2 separate regions of the Zea mays genome follow, and region 2 is linked to region 1. Evidence: chromatin contacts called from public Hi-C data. All regions are on one chromosome and are shown on one strand. The core of a region is the stretch at or near the end of the contact, and the rest is flanking DNA. Distances in the headings are between cores, read along the strand shown. Region 1 has its middle 42 kb from the start of LOC103629437. Region 2 holds the start of LOC100193506 (phosducin-like protein 3).

Region 1 (3,726 bases), core at 1,134-3,633:
GGAGACTCAATCTAACTCGGAGTGCGCACATCTGGCTGTCTCCCTGATCGAGGGGGAGGGACTTGCCATGGTTTTCCACAATAAACCACTCAAGGCGCCACCCTTTAATGCTGTCCTTAATTGGAATATCAAGGTATTCCGTTTTCCACCCGCGGCACATCTCCAGACTTGCACCACCCACGAGCTGGTGCTGCCCCCTAGTCATCCCAAGCCAACAGTGATACAAGTACTTCCATAAACCGAAGTGGGGAAGAATTCCGAGGTAGGCCTCACACAGATGAACAAAGATAGAAATTTGTAAAATGGAATTGGGATTCAGATGAGTCAGGTTTAGATTGTAAAAGTCAAGGAGACCGTGGAAGAAGGGAGAAATGGGAAGAGCAAGGCCGCAGATAAGAAAATGGACGTAGACAACGGACTCGTGGGTATCTTTTGTTGGGACAGTGACCCCACGGCAAATCCGCCAAGAACAAAGCTCCTTCAGAGGAAGAACTCCAACATCGACAAGGCGGAGGAGATCCGATTCTGAGACAACAGACATATGGTTACCTGCGAAGGGCAACTGGCTGTTAGGGTCGATGGGAGGAATGACCACCGCAGCAGAATTCTAGTTCTTCCGCTTGGGCGCCATCGCAATCTCGTCGGCGGATTGAACGGAAGTGAAATCAGAGGGAAACAGAGGAATGTTTTGAGGCAGAAAGGTGAAGTTAGGGTTCAGAACGCAGAGACGTGCGACGACGTGATATAAATGGGGTTTTCCCGGGTTGGGCACCATTTCTAAAAAGTGCTAAGTCATCACTCGGGAAAACAAGATTTCCTGGCATAACTCGACAGTTACCTCTAAAGCGCCGACGTGGCCCATCATAACTCGGTTGTTACCTCTAAAGCACCAACGTGGCCCATCATAACTCGGCTGTTACCTGTAAAACACCGACATGGCCCAACATAACTCGGTCGTTACCTCTAAAATGCCGACATAGCCCAGAGTAACTCGGTTGTTGCCTCTAATACGCCGACGTCACCAAGCACCACTCGGCTATTACCTCTAAAACGCCAGCGTGGCCTAGCGTAACTCGGCTGTTACTTCTAAAACGCCGACATGATCTAGCATAACTCGGCTGTTACCTCTAAAATGCCGGCATGGTCCAGAGTAGCCTGGCAGTTACTTCTAAAAGACGCCGGCAATGCCTTCCATAACTCAGCTGTTTTCTCTATGTAAATACCGGCAGAACCAAATTCGACTCAGCAATTACCAATCGTTACTCGGGTGTTATCTCTAAGAACAACGGCAGCGCTGGGCATGAATATAAGCTATCGATTGACTATAAAAGAACAATGGAAAAGCGAAAGAGATGCTCAGAACAAGCTGAAATTTTCTTCAATATATAAAGAAGGGAAGTTCTTCCACAAACTCAAAGACCAACTCATTATGAGCCAGCCTTCCTTCCCTTTTTCGCTATATTACACAACTACATCACTACACTACTTACACTACTCTATACTACTAACTACTACTACATTATTCCACTATTACTAATACTACTTCTACTACTAGTTATCTATTGTAACACCCCAAGTGTTACTATACGCGTAACAGCGAGTACGGACTTAAGCACGGGATATCGATGAGGATATTAATCTCAATATCGTGATCATTTTCGCCTATCACGATTTTAATATCGCATTTGTCTCTGTCTATCTAGACTCTTCCTAAAGTTTTCGCGAAGTTCGGAATGTAATTGTTCTGAAAATTGGCGAGTCTGGTAATTATTTAAAATTCATAGATCGCGCAAAGACGAATTTAAAAATTTAGTTCAGCCCTCTGAGTTCATCTCAATTAAATTAATTAGGACTCGACGACAAAAGTATTAATGCAAAATTAAATTGGACCGAGATGATTAGAGCCGAAATCGAATAATTTTTAATCAATTTGGTTTCAACTGAAACCAACCACAGAATAAAATATTGAAGGCAATGTCGTTTAGTATAGTCTATGAACACCTCACCTGAACCAATTTCTAGGACATATATTTATCCATATGTTTTTATTAAAAAAAGAGAAGAAAAATTCTATTTTTCTATACATTTGTTCTTTTTCTCTTTTATCCAAACACAATTGTTACGTGGCAAATCTATGGCTCGACATTATTCTATCCTATCAAATGTTGTAGCCTGAGATGGATGCATGGTTGTCGGCATGCACCTCATTCCTTATCTTGAATTCACTTTTCTTTGCAAAATTCTCTCTCTACTAATATTTCTGCCGCTGCCCTGGACTGATCTCTATGGCGCACATATTTTTTGCCACTGTCCTGATCTTTTCTCGCCGCGCTGGTACAGTCAGCCTTATCCCATCGCTTGATATATTTTTGAGACAGCAAACGCACAGAGCTTTCACCAGCCTGTCTTCTACTTCGTCGCTCCCTGGTGGCTGGAGCACGCCATGGAGGCTGGCCGTCGCTACCCTTCTCTGGTGCTTGCTCGGCATCTTCCCCATCTCCTTCCTCACCATCTCCCATGGCGCCCGGCCCAGCTCGGACTCCGCCCTACTCTCAGCGCTCGGTCGTTCTCTGCTCCCCTCGGCAGCAGCCACCAACTCCTCGTGAGGAACTTGCTGCCCGACCCCAAGCTGTAGCTCACCTTCTCGCGCTCAGATCCCTGGTGTGGATCTCCTCGCCGGAAGCTCTTGGGCCGGCCATGGGTGCCCAGCCGACCAACGCCGACTAGCACTCGCGTCGGTTCTCCATGTTCTCGCCGGGGAGGCTCAGCCATCGCGCCCTCAAGCTCGTCCTAGCCGGCGTCCTCCTCTACCATGGATCTCCCCTGCGTGCTGGACTTTCCTCCGCTCCTCCATCCATGGCGCTCGGCTGTTCCAAATCCCTCCCCTATTCGCTCATAGAAGCCGCGCGCCACCTCTCTGCTCGGCCGCATCTCCCTGTGCTCGAGCTCGTCGGCTTCTCCTCCACGCGCTCCAGCCCTTGCTCCTCGTTCCTCCCGGCTGCGCGCGTCAACTTCCTACGCGCTGAGCTCTCTTGCACGCCTCTACACTCGCCCAAGTCGCCACCGTTCTCCCTGCTCGCACGTGCAGCCGCGCCCCAGCTGCTCGCCGTCGCCTGTGCACTTTTTCTTCCGAACAGTAGCCCCTTTTTCTTCCGAACAGCAGCCCCGGATCTGCGCAGCTCTGACCTTGTTGTCCACCTCACTCGCTATCGATGTCGTGGCTGCACCTCGTGTTCGACAAAAGCCCAGCGTGATGGACATGCTTACGCGATTCGAGTCGATTCCAACAGTCCGTATACAAGAGAGCGACATGTATGTGTTCACGATTTAGAGTGCCACAAGTCCCCTCATTCTTCGTCGTCGATCCAAGCCGTTTCCCCAACGTGCCCGTCGACCCCAACGATCTATCTTTCAACTGCACGCTACTTGCGTCGGGATCCGAAGCTCTCTGTCGTGCTCGACCTTACAAGTCTCAAACTCGTCGACATCCCTTGCGTCGTCGAAAAATCATGAGAGTTTGGATAAAGCAACAAGTCCTGCGTGGTGCTCACCATGTGCTCGACGTAATGGCAGAATCAGAAATCATAGCCGTGCTCGTGGCCTTCAAGACGGATCAAATTATTGGTGAGCTATCATCGCTCTCGCTTTTTGTTTTAATATTTCTCGTCAGTTTGGTATACTTGCGCTGTTAAACGTGGGCCAGTGACGTGCACGTAAATCGCAGTA
Region 2 (3,982 bases), core at 1,438-3,937, 48 kb before region 1:
TACCAAGTGGGGCGAGAGTCTTGCGAGACCGTGACAACCGCGTTTGTGTCACGGCCGCCACCGTGTACCGGAGGGAACGAGGCCCGCGGCGTTTCGGCCGGAAGCTCGATAGTGGAGACGGCGGGGAGCGTCCGAGAGGAGCCGGAAGCGGAGCACCACTTGCGCGTGGAGAAGGCCCGCGGCTCTCTACGGAGTTACTCGACCGAGGTGCTTGGCCCTCGCGTGGGCTTCCCTTTGCGTAGGGGCACCAACGAGGATTAGTCGGGACCTTGCGCGGTTCCGGATACCTCGGTAAAAATACCGGCGTCATCCACGAGAGTTTGCTTCTCTACTTAGCTCTTTACATTCCGCATTTATATTAAGCATTTAAGTTTCAATCTTGTTGTCATACTTATTTAGTGTAGATTGAAACTTAGCCTTTGCGGTAGAGATAGCAACACTTAGACAAAACCTAGTTTGCACATTCTAGTTTTGATTCTTGCATAGGTTTTGCTCTAGGGATTTAATTGTGGCCAAGTTTAGTAAAAGTTTTAGAAGTCCTAATTCACCCCCCCCCCCTCTTAGGCGTCACCCGTTTCCCTACAGATAGCCTACCTTGGTTTGAGGCCTTGGGAGTCCAGGTGTGTTCCCAAGACAACAAGATCATCTTGGTTACGTCTAGGCGCTAAGGCATGTTATAAACTGTGACTAGCAGTTAACCCATATAGGTATATTTTTCTAAGATGTTCTGTATGACAATTTTTTTGTTTCACAAAGTCACTTAGAACATATTAAGGTGTAAACACCAACCTACCTTACAGTAAGGAAAGATATGCATCTGAAATGAGCCTTATTAAGGGTCTTTCTTCTCAGTCTGTCACTAGCTTGTTTTACCATTCTAATTCACGGGATCTCCGATCACATAGAATAGATTACCACTATGATAAACCTTAGGTGGGTCTCAGGCCCATTTCACTTGATGCACTATCTATCACACTATGTGATAGCCCCTTACAAAAAATGTTATCTCATCCTAGGTACATCCTAGAGGCCTTAATAGTGGCCTAAGGATGCCCGAGGCTTGATAATTCTAGACCACTAAAACACTTGAAAACAGTGAGCTATAGCTCATGACACATTGTGAAAACATGAAAAATCTATCCATGAGCATTGAATGTCAAAAATCTACACTAGAGAGTTGGACCAAGAAAAATGACAAGTTGTTTGCCTAGATTGACATGTTTGACATGCCAGAACAAAAAACATATGAATCACAAAACCAAAACATAAAAAATACACCCCTAGTATTTGAGCTCCTTGTGGTGTTGTAAATCCAAAGAACTTATTGTTTGCGAGTTGAAACTGGCTATAAATTTGTTGTCTCATATCCTAAGTACGTCTAAACCTTCATAGTGATTTAAGAATGTTCAGGACCCAAAAGTTCTAGGCCCCCCTAAAACACCTGAAGCCAGTAAGCTATAGCTCACAGAAATGGTGAAAACATGAAAATCGGTTTGAGAGCATCAAATATCAAATATCTACACTAGAAAGCAGACCCAAAAAACTCGTTGTTGCATAGCTGCACCAAAATTGGTTGCAATCTCATCGACATGTGAGTCTCACTTGTCCAAAACCACTCTAGGCCCTGAATGTGGGGCCTGCACATCACGCTCATGCTTCTGGATTTGATATTTGACACCTAATTCATATATCTTTCAAGATTTGACATCCCTATCACAATGATATGTGGGGTCATTCAGTTATTGACATGTAACCTAGGGTATCAAATCTGGAAGGCATGTGAATTGGGTGTCAAATATTAAAATTGGGAAAAGTCTAAATTACTACTCTCACTTATGGATAATGTTCATGTAACCTCTAAAGTATTTTTAGTTCATTTTATCTATCCTTTCCTTTTTAGATGGTTCAATTTACCCCTTAACAATTTTTTATTTCTTTATGTACAAACTGAGTTTTTAGTTCAAATTTTGTTGGCATAGCTAATAGCATAATTTAGCCTTAAAATATATTATAATTTTTTATAATTATTTTGATAGATTAGATATCGGATAATAATTTTAATGATATAGAACTAAATATAAAATAATGATGAAAAATTGTTAGAATATTTTCTAACATAAATTACGATGTCCTTAGTCACCTTAAAAATATGAACATAAAATTCAACTTGTATCTATGAACATAAAATTCAACTTGTATCTAGACAAACAAAAAAGACAAATCTCTTCCTAATAAAATTTGACTTTTTCGTTTTTTTCATTTACAAGTTGAATTTGAAGTTCATATCTTCTAAGGTTATTGAGGTTATCACAATTTGATATTTAGTTTTGTACTATTAAAATTATCTTAGTTGATTTCTAACCTATCAAAATAATTTTAAGTTATATTATTATATAGATTTACATGTTACTTTTCTAATATACAATTTATAGTACATTTTTCTATTTGATTCTCTATAACGTAAATTTAATGTATAATTATCTTAATCAAATGATTTAAAATAATATATAAATATATTACATAGATAAATATATTAATTTAATTAATTTTATCTAAATTATAATTATTAGAATGAAATTCGATTTCAACAAAACAAACTGACCGTAGTGGTTTTATAAACATCGTGGAAGGGAGTAATTTGCTTCGTCCAAAAAAAAAAAATCTCCAACTCGTCACTTCGCTTCCCCACTTCTCCATTCCATTGCGGTTCTGCGAGCCCCTACCTCCCTGTGGTGCTTGGCCATGGCGGACTACCACTTCGTGTATAAGGACGTGGAGGGGGCGAGCACAGAGTGGGACGACATCCAGCGCCGCCTCGGGAACTTGCCCCCGAAGCCGGAGCCCTTCAAGCCGCCGCCCTTCGCCCCGAAGGTTGACGCCGACGAGCAGCCCAAGTCCAAGGAATGGCTTGACGTGCGCGAGCCCGAAGAGCTCGAGGAACTAGAGGACGATCTGGATGACGACCGCTTCCTCGAGAAGTACAGGTAGCCCTTCTCCACAGGCTCGATCCGGTCTGCGGTCTGATTGCTGATCCGTTATGCTGTCTTTTCCCCGTCCGTTATTGGATGCATCTTAGGAAGCTCAAGTGCCTACCGCGTTTGATTGATCTGACCTGACTAGAGTGGCTGATTGGTATAATTCGTGTTCTCCTGATAGTAATCCGATATCTTTTTATGGTTGATCCGGATTCCTCGCAGTAGTTCCGGGCTTTGGATTACTCAATGCGTTTTGCGATTTTTTTGGTACAGCTGCGAATTGATTGTGACGATTTGATGTAATTCGATGCCCCTGCAGGAAGATGAGGCTCGCAGAGCTGAGGGAAGCCGCAAAAGCCGCGCGATTTGGTACTATACTTCCCATCACTGGCTCCGACTTCGTGCGGGAGGTATCGCAGGCACAATCAGATGTTTGGGTTGTGGTCTTCCTCTACAAGGATGGGTAACTCTTCATTCAGTTCACTGCATCCTGTTATATCCATGATTATGCATGGGAGAACAATTATATCATTTATTTTGTATGAATCGACCAAACAGCTATGGGACCAGACTGAACTAAATTCAGACTTTTAGTGCACTTTATTTAGTTGTGTTGGAATTTGTTATAGATGCTTTCTTAGGCAAGCATTATCATAGGAAGAAAGGGGGCCAGCGCAGCTAGGATTTGGGCCCAGGTGCGCAGCTAGAAGATAAGGGTCGGGAGACTTTTTAGCTGTTCAGTTAAAGAGATAGATTAGATCTCCTATTTTATAGCAGATAATTGTTATCCTGTTGGGTGGTACGGCAGTCCTAGTCTATAAGGGAATTTGTCTTATTAGTTTGTATTAGGTATTGAAGGAATAAAGATCTCCAGGCTGGGAGATTACCTTCGGTCATCCTGGCTGATCATCACAGCCAGGCCGGCGACAGTGATCGCCCTCCTCCCTACGCCTTGCGATCGCTCTCCTGTTCCTCTCATCCACTTGTCTCTCCCCTGCGTACTCCTA

Evidence for each region. A called contact is a pair of places that touch in the nucleus more often than the background predicts.
Region 2: a contact with region 1 is called in a Hi-C map of endosperm, with 2.4 times the contacts expected there. The contact joins the promoter of LOC100193506 here to the enhancer-like site in region 1. A contact is called at or near these places in 4 of 25 Hi-C or Micro-C datasets (bundle sheath, endosperm and leaf).

What each region holds. Positions count from the first base shown.
Region 1 is chr6:75,841,743-75,845,468 of Zm-B73-REFERENCE-NAM-5.0, reverse strand. No RefSeq gene overlaps it. Among protein-coding and RNA genes, the nearest start is that of LOC103629437, 42 kb to the right of the region's middle. Within about 2 kb of position 2,383, at least 18 of the 20 cell types and tissues checked have an H3K27ac peak or open chromatin away from gene starts, as enhancers often do. A contact at or near this core is called in bundle sheath, endosperm and leaf, where this site is marked.
Region 2 is chr6:75,889,882-75,893,863 of Zm-B73-REFERENCE-NAM-5.0, reverse strand. It overlaps LOC100193506 (phosducin-like protein 3), which reads left to right and starts at 2,687. Exons shown (of 4, transcript NM_001138619.3): 1 at 2,687-2,984; 2 at 3,295-3,438. The coding sequence starts at 2,743.